Linked DNA regions of Anas platyrhynchos: region 1 is linked to region 2. The links are chromatin contacts, called in public Hi-C maps. All regions are on one chromosome and are shown on one strand. The core of a region is the stretch at or near the end of the contact, and the rest is flanking DNA. Distances in the headings are between cores, read along the strand shown.

Evidence for each region. Hi-C and Micro-C count contacts between places; a contact is called where the count stands out from the background.
Region 1: a contact with region 2 is called in a Hi-C map of subcutaneous adipose tissue, with 2.5 times the contacts expected there. The contact joins the enhancer-like site here to the promoter of PHC2 in region 2. A contact is called at or near these places in 3 of 8 Hi-C or Micro-C datasets (liver, skeletal muscle and subcutaneous adipose tissue).

The regions. Positions count from the first base shown.
Region 1 is chr22:8,005,595-8,010,112 of IASCAAS_PekinDuck_T2T, reverse strand. ZMYND12 (zinc finger MYND-type containing 12) reads left to right here. Exons shown (of 8, transcript XM_072027071.1): 8 at 673-1,104. The coding sequence ends at 792. SLC2A1 (solute carrier family 2 member 1) reads right to left here. Exons shown (of 10, transcript XM_027443192.2): 10 at 4,221-4,518. Among named protein-coding and RNA genes, the nearest start is that of ZMYND12, 14 kb to the left of the region's middle. Within about 2 kb of position 2,337, at least 1 of the 8 cell types and tissues checked has an H3K27ac peak or open chromatin away from gene starts, as enhancers often do. A contact at or near this core is called in subcutaneous adipose tissue, where this site is marked.
Region 2 is chr22:7,945,265-7,949,722 of IASCAAS_PekinDuck_T2T, reverse strand. PHC2 (polyhomeotic homolog 2) reads left to right here and starts at 1,298. Exons shown (of 15, transcript XM_072026831.1): 1 at 1,298-1,411.

The DNA.
Region 1 (4,518 bases), core at 1,088-3,587, 59 kb before region 2:
ACAAATTTCAGGTGTAACCAGTGTCCAGTTCTCTGCATTCAGAATAATGGATTTGGAGAAAGTGCTGAACACTAATCACCTAGAAATTGGGCCTTTTTGTTTGGGATAAGCAGTCAGAAACTCATGTTTCTTCTGCCTATGATTTGAAGGGTGAAAATACAGATTATTAATGGTCTCTTCGTTTTACTAGAGAAAGCCATAGGATTTGGAAGACACAAAGAAACAAATTCAAATTAGAAAAAAGGCAAAGCTTTGTAATTGTGGGAATGTCTAGTCACTGGATGAACTGCTGAGGGAAGTGAGGGATTTAGTTCAAACTGAGTCAATACAGCTGTTTCTGCTTGAAATAGCTTTGAGAATGTTCAGATGAACTGCTGTATCAGATGGGAGGTAATGATCTCCAGCAGGAGGAGCTGGGGTTAGTAATCTCTTCTGTCTGCACCACTGGATCCTAAATAAATAAATAAAATAAATAAAATAAATCTGTTGGCAGCTTTACTCTCTCCTCTAAAGCAGCTTGTACAGGTCACCCTCTGAAACAGGCAGCTGAGTGACTGGAGCCTGGATCTGATCCAGTGCAGCTATTCCAATGAGCCTCTGCAGGTATTTTAAGTGCTCCTTGAGAAAAGCCAAATTCCTGACAATTACATTGTCTTTTTTGTTTCATTCCAGGCTTATGAAATGGGGACAAAAGCCTTTGACCTGCTGAAACAACTGCCCCAACAAGAATCTCTAGAAGCCATTGGCCGTTTGTTAAAGTTGATTAACTCCAAGCCTTTTTACACAAAATAAGGAGCTCTTTCTACCAGGGCCAGGTCCTTGGCTACAGATCCTAGTTATCTAACTATGTTGAAAACAATGAAAATACATTACAAGGCATAGGTCCTGTCTGCTATTGTCATCTTTCTAGATGTGTCCTTTTCCATCTCCAGGTGTTTGAAAGTTCAGCTTTGTGGTATTAGTTTATTTTCACATGCTGGTCAACCTCTGTAGACTGTTATGGAATAACAGCATGAGGGTGGGAAACAAAAGCACAACCATCACAAAATGCATGAATTGTTACCTACTTGCTTATGTAAATAAGAACAGCCTTTTGCATCCTCATGTTGTCTGTTCATTGTCTGTTCATGTTGTCTGTGATTCAGAAGCTAAAACCAGCTGACATATACTTGTTACTGTTTTCCTCAATTTTCTTTTCACTTTCATGAGTGAGATACCATGGAGAGATATGGGAGGAAACCAGGGAAGGTCTTCGCTACATTCCTAACTTGGGTGGTTGACACCTGCTCCCCCGAACATGGCTGGGCTTGCTCAGGTGTTTCACCGTTCTGTAACACCCCTCAGTCTCCAACCACAGTCTCACTTTTTGCAGCACTTCAAAGGAGTCTCATAGGTAGCTCTGGACACTGAGGGACTCATTTGTTCCACGCGTGGGAGAACTTGCATCCAGGAGGACCCATGAGAACAGCATCAAGAGCTGTAAGCATGCTTGTCAATGGACTTGAGGCAAAAGATTAAAAAGTTAGCTAGCCTTTTAGCCAAGCAGAGCTTGCAGCCCAAAGAAGTGGCTTCTTCATGTCCAAGAGCTTGCCAGCACATAGGCATCCCATTCTCTCTGGTGCCAGCCCCGAGAGGACAAAATCCACTGAGTTGCTGTGTGCTGCTCCCCATAGGCTCCCATCAAACTGGCTGCCAAGCTCTCATGGGCTTCCTTGCAGAGCAGAGAAAGAAGAACAGCAGGGCACAGAGTATGTGTGACCCTTGGTGTATGAAGGCCAAGATACATTAGAGAAGGGCTAGAGGAGCCCCGCGAGAGCCAGCCCTGTACCTGGAGGCAGCTGCACAGTGAGCTTGGTTCAGACCCTGAAGCATGTGACAGCTGGGAAAGAGGTTAAGGGAAACTTGCCCTGCTGCTGAGGTCTGGATTCAGCTGAGCGTTAAGCCCACGATTAATTCTCATTTACTTCAGGAGGATTTATGAATGCATTTAATTGCCTTGCTGAATTGGGATGGAGTCAAGTACGCTTTTAAATGCTTCGTCGAGCTGGGACCTGAACAATTAGAAAGGACTGATATTCCTGGTAAAGGGAAAGCCATTCACTCCAGTTCAACTGATTTTAATTACAGAGGGTGGGATAGCTCTGAGCAGTGCACACAAGGCAACCCATAGCAGACAGACTTGGGGGCAGGTGGGACACCTCCAAATACTGCTACGGGAGATGCTGGTGGACACATCCACCCTCATATCTCTGTTCCAGCTGACCAGGGCAGCTCTCACTGAAACTGGGCCGAGCACACGGGGGACTCAAGGGGGCGTGCCAGCAGCCAGGATGCTCAGCGCCTGCTGGCACTGTGCCTCAGGACATGGAGGATTTGGATCACTGTGGCTGGGGATTTGGAGGCAGTAATCCCCCCAGGGCATGCCACAGCCAGGCTGTCTCTGCGTGACGTGTCAGGCTTGTGTCCCCTCCATGGTGGTGCCACACAGCACAGTATCACTGTTCCCGGCTATTTAAAGCAGTGTGAAAATTAATTTTTCATAGGTTTGAGGGCCGGGCATCTCCAGGAGCAGGGCCTACACACTGATGAGCAAGGGCTGGAAAAGGAAACCCTAGCAATGGTAATGAGAGGAGCCCTGGGCAGATGACCTTATCCTCAACCCAGTGTTCCACTGTGTGTCTTGCTGGAATTTGCACAAGGAGCATTTTTGGGAGATTTGGAAGATTTTTTACAGGAGCTATTTCCTCTGACCCTCAGGAACAGCCTTTTCCTCTGTATACACTTCAGGGGAAAGAGACATTTCAATAAATAATAGAAAACTGAAGTGATCAACATCAGCATTTCTTTGCCTGGAAGTGTTCGGGCTTGTAGTGCTTGGCACCTTGTTAAAGGGAAAAATTCCCCCAGGAACCAGCGCCATTCCTCCCTGTCTTAGGTGCTCGCAGCAGAGCCGCAGGAACGTGCTGTCCCGACGCAGATCCCAGCCCCAGAAGCTCCCAGAGCAGCCGACTGGGCCAGGGGCAGCTGTGGGGTCCAGCGACAGCCCTCAGGGGATGGATCGTGTCAGGTGCCCACCCGCAGAGCTGCAGATGGGGGCAGAGGTGGCACCTCCACAGCACAAAGTGCAGCTCCGGGGGTTCCAGATGGGGCTTGGGGCAGTTAAATCCCAGGGATGGCCCTGGTAAGGCTCCTCCATGGGCCCATGCGGCGGCTTGGCGATGTCTGAAGGCAGCTCAGCAGTACCAGGAAGTGGCAACAACACACCCAGGAGCATGGCACTGCTCGGCACAGACCTTTTGTAACCAAGAACATTGGTTTCCTTTGAGGGAAAGTTTTGTGCGTGCTGGAGGAGCCCTGCTAATCTGCACCTGTGCTGAGGCAATCCCATTAAGGAGCTCATTGGCAGGAGCTCTTGCTTGGCAGCTGGCAGGGCCCAAAACAGAGCTCCTGGGCTGAAGGCAGCCTGGGCCTGACTGTAGGTAGGCAGCACACGATGCCTGTGAGCAACCAGGCTCTGCTGGCTTGCGTCAGCCAAAACCACAGCCCCACAGCCCAGCTGGGGTCTTCTGCAGTTCCCAAAAGCTGCCCGGCTGTCCCTGTGCTGTTCACTTTTTGCCAAGTGGTAAAAGTGGAATTCAGCCCATCGCACACCCTGCCTTGCCCCGTGAGGCCTTGGCTGCACAGACTGCTCCAGTCCGGAACGAATTGGTCTGGGAGCAGGACAGGCACAGCCACTGCCTATCCCAGTGAACCTGAAACTACAAAAGGTGCTGTAAGCAACACTCCCAGAACAAGGCCTGCATCCATCAGCTGTGCCCATCTCCAAACCAGTGCAGACACCAAATTTCCCCATCCTGCCTTCCCGCTGGCTCCAGCAGTGTGACTTCCCCCTTTCCAGCCCCACCACAAGGTGCTGCAGGGAGGAAAAATGGAGTTGGGGCACAGCCAGCCCAGATCTGGGCACTGGTGAACACAGCCAGAAACCCTTATCTTGGGCCACAGCTGGGATGGTAATAGCACCGTTCTGGGGAGTGCTATGGGGGTTGCACTGCTCCCCATCAACTGCTACCCCTGGAGCAGGGGGTAGCACAGAAAAATGCTCTGTGACCACAAACACATGTCCAAAGATGACCAAGAGCCACAGGGAAAGGCCCAGGTAAGGGTTTGATCCACTGCCCATAAGTCACCAGCAAAAAAAAAAAAGCACAACACACAGGAGGTTGGGTCGCTCCATACATTCTCATTTATTGTTAGCACACCACACGCCTTTCTCTTGGCACTTATTTTTATGCATCTGTTGGGGGAAAAAAAAAGAAAGAAGTGCACAGTTTCTGGTATGCTGCACAGCTGTGTGATGAGTTCTGTCAGATGTTTTTTTTTTTACTTCCTTTTGTTTACTTTCAGGTGTGGTTATTATAGTCACTTCCAAAACAGACAAATAAATAAAAAAACACTATTAAATAACTGCCTGTGCCAGTAGCTCCTACAACAGTTGCACTCAGGGGAGAAGGGCTGCTT
Region 2 (4,458 bases), core at 49-2,548:
TCAATATCCACACAAATATTTGTGCCCGCCGAGCCCACGCATGGGGCGGCTGGGCCACACCTCGCCGAGAAACCCTCCTCCTCCTCCACCCCCCGAGCTTTCAGGCCAAACGCAGCATTTTTTTTTATTTATTTTTATTATTTTTTTTTAACATCCCCTTGCGTCTGGAGGGAAATTTCCTCCTGGAAACCCAGCCCTCCGTATGTTTGGAGGCTGAATGGCCACCCCGCTGGGTGGAAACAATGAGGATTTCTGCTTAAAAGCTTTTCCTGCCTGGCTCCCCAGTGCGAGCACGGGAAGAGCGTGGCGGGAGCGCGGTGCCGGTGGCCGTGCCGCGGGTGCGACGTCGGCACGCGGGGCCCAGCCCGGTCCCAGCTCGCTCCTGCACCCAAGGGATGCTGGCCTTGCACGGGGCCCATCAGGGTGACCCCAAAACGTGGAGGTGAAGCCATCGCCTTTTTGGGTTGGAAAGCACCCGTTTTGGGCCACCATCTGCTACAGAGCGGTTTTATGTGCGGGTGCTGGTGGGGTCCCGGAGGTGCTCCCTGCTGCTGGGCGCTGCTTGTGCAGGGAAGGGGGCAAAAAAAAAAAAAAAAAAAAAAAAAATAAAATAAAATAAAATAAAATAAAATAAAATAAAAAATAAAATAAAATAAAATAAAATAAAATAAAATAAAATAAAATAAAATAAAATAAAAAATAAAATAAAATAAAAAATAAAATAAAATAAACGGGGGGGAGAAAGGGAGAAAAAAGGAGAAGGGCTCCTTGTGCCGCCCCGAGCCGGGCATGGCAGGGCGGGCATCGCCCCCTCCTGGCGGCTGCAGCGAAGCCCGGGGGGGGGTCCCGGCCCCCGGTGGCAGCCTCGGGCTGGGTGGGAGCCCCCGCACCCTGTGCGGCCCCCCGGGAGCCGCCAAGCCGCCAGTGCCTGCTGCAAGCCCTGAGCCGCAGACGCAGAACTGAGCCCCCCCTGCCAATCCCGGTGCCCCCCCGCAAACCTCGCCCCCCCCCCCCCCGCCCCCTCAGCTCCCGGGGCAGCGCGCGGGCAGCCCCGCCCCCGTTGCCATGGCGACCCGACCCCCCACCCCCACCCTCCCGTCCCGTTGCCATGGCGGGCGCGAGGCGCGGGGGGGGGGCGTGTCCGGGCCGGGCCGGCCGGGCGCCGATTGGACGCGCGGAGCACGTGACATGCAAATGAGCCGCGGCCGCCCTCCGCCCCCAGGCAGCGCCCGGCCCCGCCCCGCCCCGCCCGGCCCCGCCCCCTCCCCGCCGGGCCCCGCCCCCCTCCGCCGCCGGCCCCGCCCCTCCCGCCGGCCCCGCCCCGCCCCCGCCGGCCCGCGCGGCCGCAGCCCCCGGAGGCGCCTCCGTCATGGCCGGCGGGAGCCGCTCGGCCCGGGCCGCGGGGCCGCAGGTACCGGGACCGCCGCGCCGCGCCTCGGGGCCCCGGCGGCTTTGTCTGGTCCGGGGAGGCGGCGGGGAGGGGTTGGGAGCGACCGGGACCGGGAGGGGGGGGGGCGGGACCGGGCCGCGCCGCGCACGCGTCCGTGTGGCCGCGGGGCCGCCGCCGCCGCCGTGCCTCAGTTTCCCCCCGCCCGCCCCGGCACGGCCCCGGCCGCCGGCAGCGCCCCGCGGGCACCGGCAGCGCCGCCCCGCCCCCCTCCTCTCCCCCCTCCCCGGCTCCCCCCGCCCGCCGCCCCCCCCGGGTCCTCCCTCCCCCCCCCTTCCTCCGGTCCCCTCCGCACCCCGGTTTCGCCTCCCGCCGGGGAGGCTCCGGGGCCCGAAGCGGGGGTCCTGGGGGCGCCCCTCGGTGTGGTTCCAGCTCCGGCAGGGCCCAGTGCGGCCGCCCCCAAACCGTCACCCCCTGCCCGGTGCCGGTGGCGGTGTCCCCGAGGCCCCGGTGCCACCGGGACCGGCACCCGCTGCTCAGCAGCCGGACGAGGCAGCGCAGCCGCTCAGCACGGAGCACGGAGCGCGGTTCCCGCCCAGGCGGCGTCGAGACCGGCACACGGCGGACACGTGGCAGCGAGCGGAGCTGGGGAGCCACACGAGGCGACGTGGCCCTGCGGCGGTGACACCGGGAGGAAGCGGCAGCGGGGACAGCGACACCGGCCGTGGAGCAGGGATGGGCCTCGGGAGCCGTGCCCGGGCACCGTGGCACCGGAGCCACGCGCTGGCGGCGTCCCCGTGAGCGTCGGGGCAGCGGCGCCCTCCGGGGATGCGGCGCTGCGGGCAGCCAGGCGCCACCGAAGCCGGGACACGGCGCTGCTGCCGCATCCCCTGGACCTGGCACCGGGGCACGGTGCCGGGTTGTGTCTGTGCCGTGCCATGGCGTGGCCAACGGGGTCACCTGCTGTGGCCACCAGGGCCACCCGCCGTGGCCACTGTGGCCGCTGTCCATGGTGGAGCACCCGGTGCCGCTGTCCCTGGTGCTGGCCATGGCACCCGCCCTGGTGGCGCCCACCGTGGTGGCACCTCCAGGGGCTCGGCCGGGACGTGTGGCGGGGCCACCACCGGGCAGGTGGCCGGAGGCCTCTTGGCACCTCTGGGAGTGCCAGAACGCGGTGGCTGTGAGTGGAGGCGGTGGAGCCACCGTGTCCCGGTGGCCATGGCCTGGTGGCGTGGGCATGGGGCTGGCACCGACTGGGGCCGCGGTGGTGCTGGAGGTGCTGGAGCTGCTCCTGCTCCGTCCTGCTGCTGCCCTGGGACCTCCCTGCGGCCTTGACAGCACCCAGCGCCCTCCGTCCCTGTCCTCCTCCTGCCCTTCCATCCCTCCCGTCCGTCCCTTGCCCACTTCCTTCTGTCCTTCCCTTTGTCCCCTCCATCCATCCTTTCCTTCTTCGTTTCCTCTCCTTCCACCCCTTCTCTCCCCCGTCCTCCCCTCCCACCCTTCGGCCCTTTCCTTCCCTGCTCCCTGCTGCCCTCCCCTCCCCGCACCCTGTGCCACTCCTGTCCTGTCATCCCTCTGTCCTTCCTTCCCCCATTCGGACATTTCCTACTTCTGTCTGTCCTTCCTTCCCTCCCTCCCTCCCTTCGTCTTTATCCGTCCTTCCTTCTATGCTTTTCCTCCTTCCTTCCACCCCTGTCCCAGTTCCTTCCTCCCTTCTGTACTTCCATCCCGTCCCCTCTGTCCGTCCGTCCCTGCCCCCCTCTGTACTTTCGTCCATCCCTGCCTTTTTTGTCCGTCCCTCTTCCCTCGCTCCCTTCATCCCTTTCTTACCTCCTTCTCCCCACCCTCCCGCCCTCCTTTTGTCCCCTTCCTCTCTCCCCCGTCCCTCAGTCTGTCCTTCCTTCTCTCCTTCCCTCCCTTTGTCCCTTCCCTCCCATCCGTCTGTCCGTTTGTTCCTTTCCTCCGTCTGTCATTCTGTCTTTCCTTGTCCTTCCCTTCGCCCCTTTCCCATTTCCTCCTGTCTGTCCTTCTGTCTGTCCTCCCCCCTCAGCCCATGGCTACATCCATCCACCTTTCCCTCCCTTCCTCTCTCTGCTTCCTCCCGTCCCTTCCCTACTTCCTTCCGTCCCCGTCCCTTTGTCCCTTACGTCTGTCCCTCCATTCCTTCTGGCTGTTCTTCCTCCCTTCATCTCCTTCCTTCCTCCCTCCCTTCCCCACTTCCATCTGTCCATCCCTCCCATCCTTCTTCCATCCCTCCTTCCACCCGTCCCTCCATCCCTTCCGACTCCTGTCCCCATCCCTCCTGTCCTTTGTCCCTTTCCTGCTTCCTTCTTTCCTTCTCTCCCTCCCCTCATCCCTTCCCTTCCTGTCCGGGCTTCCCATCCGTCACTCTGTCTGTCCTCCCCCTTCCCTTCCTTCTGTCCTTTACATCCTCCCCACATCCCTTTCCTCCATCCCGCCATCCGTCCGGCCCTCCATCCTTCCTTCCCCTCACCATTCCCACTCCTCTCCATCTTTCTGTCCATCCTTCCTTCTGCCCGTCCTTCCCTCCGTCCCCTCAGCACTTTTCCCTTTCCCCCAGTGCCTGGAGGCTCGTCCCGTCCCTGTCTGTGTCCCGTCCCCTCCTCGTCCCATCCCGTCCCTGTCCCATTCCCGTCCCATCCCGCCACTCAGGCAGGATGCAGCCGGGGCGCGCTGGTGGCACCCCCAGGATGGGGGCACCCAGACACTGGGGGCTGGGGGGCCTCCGGAGCCCTGGAGGCTCCTGCCCAGATCTGCGGGGGGCTGAGGGGAAGAGGAGCAGTGGGAGCCTCGGCGCTTGGCTCTGTCCGTCCCTCTGTCCCTCCATCCAGCCCTGTGTCCCTCTGTCCCGCCGCCCGCCCTCCATCCCAGCTACCCTGAGGCTGCCCCCAGCGCCCCGGCACCGCTCCCCCAGCCCCAGCCGCGTGAACCGGGAACCCCTGGGGGCCCCCCCGGCCCCCAGCCGGGCCTGGGGGCAGGAAGCAGCAGGGAGGGGGCTGGGATCCCCGCCACCACCTTTGCAGTGCCGCCTCGCCGCAGGAAGGCACCGG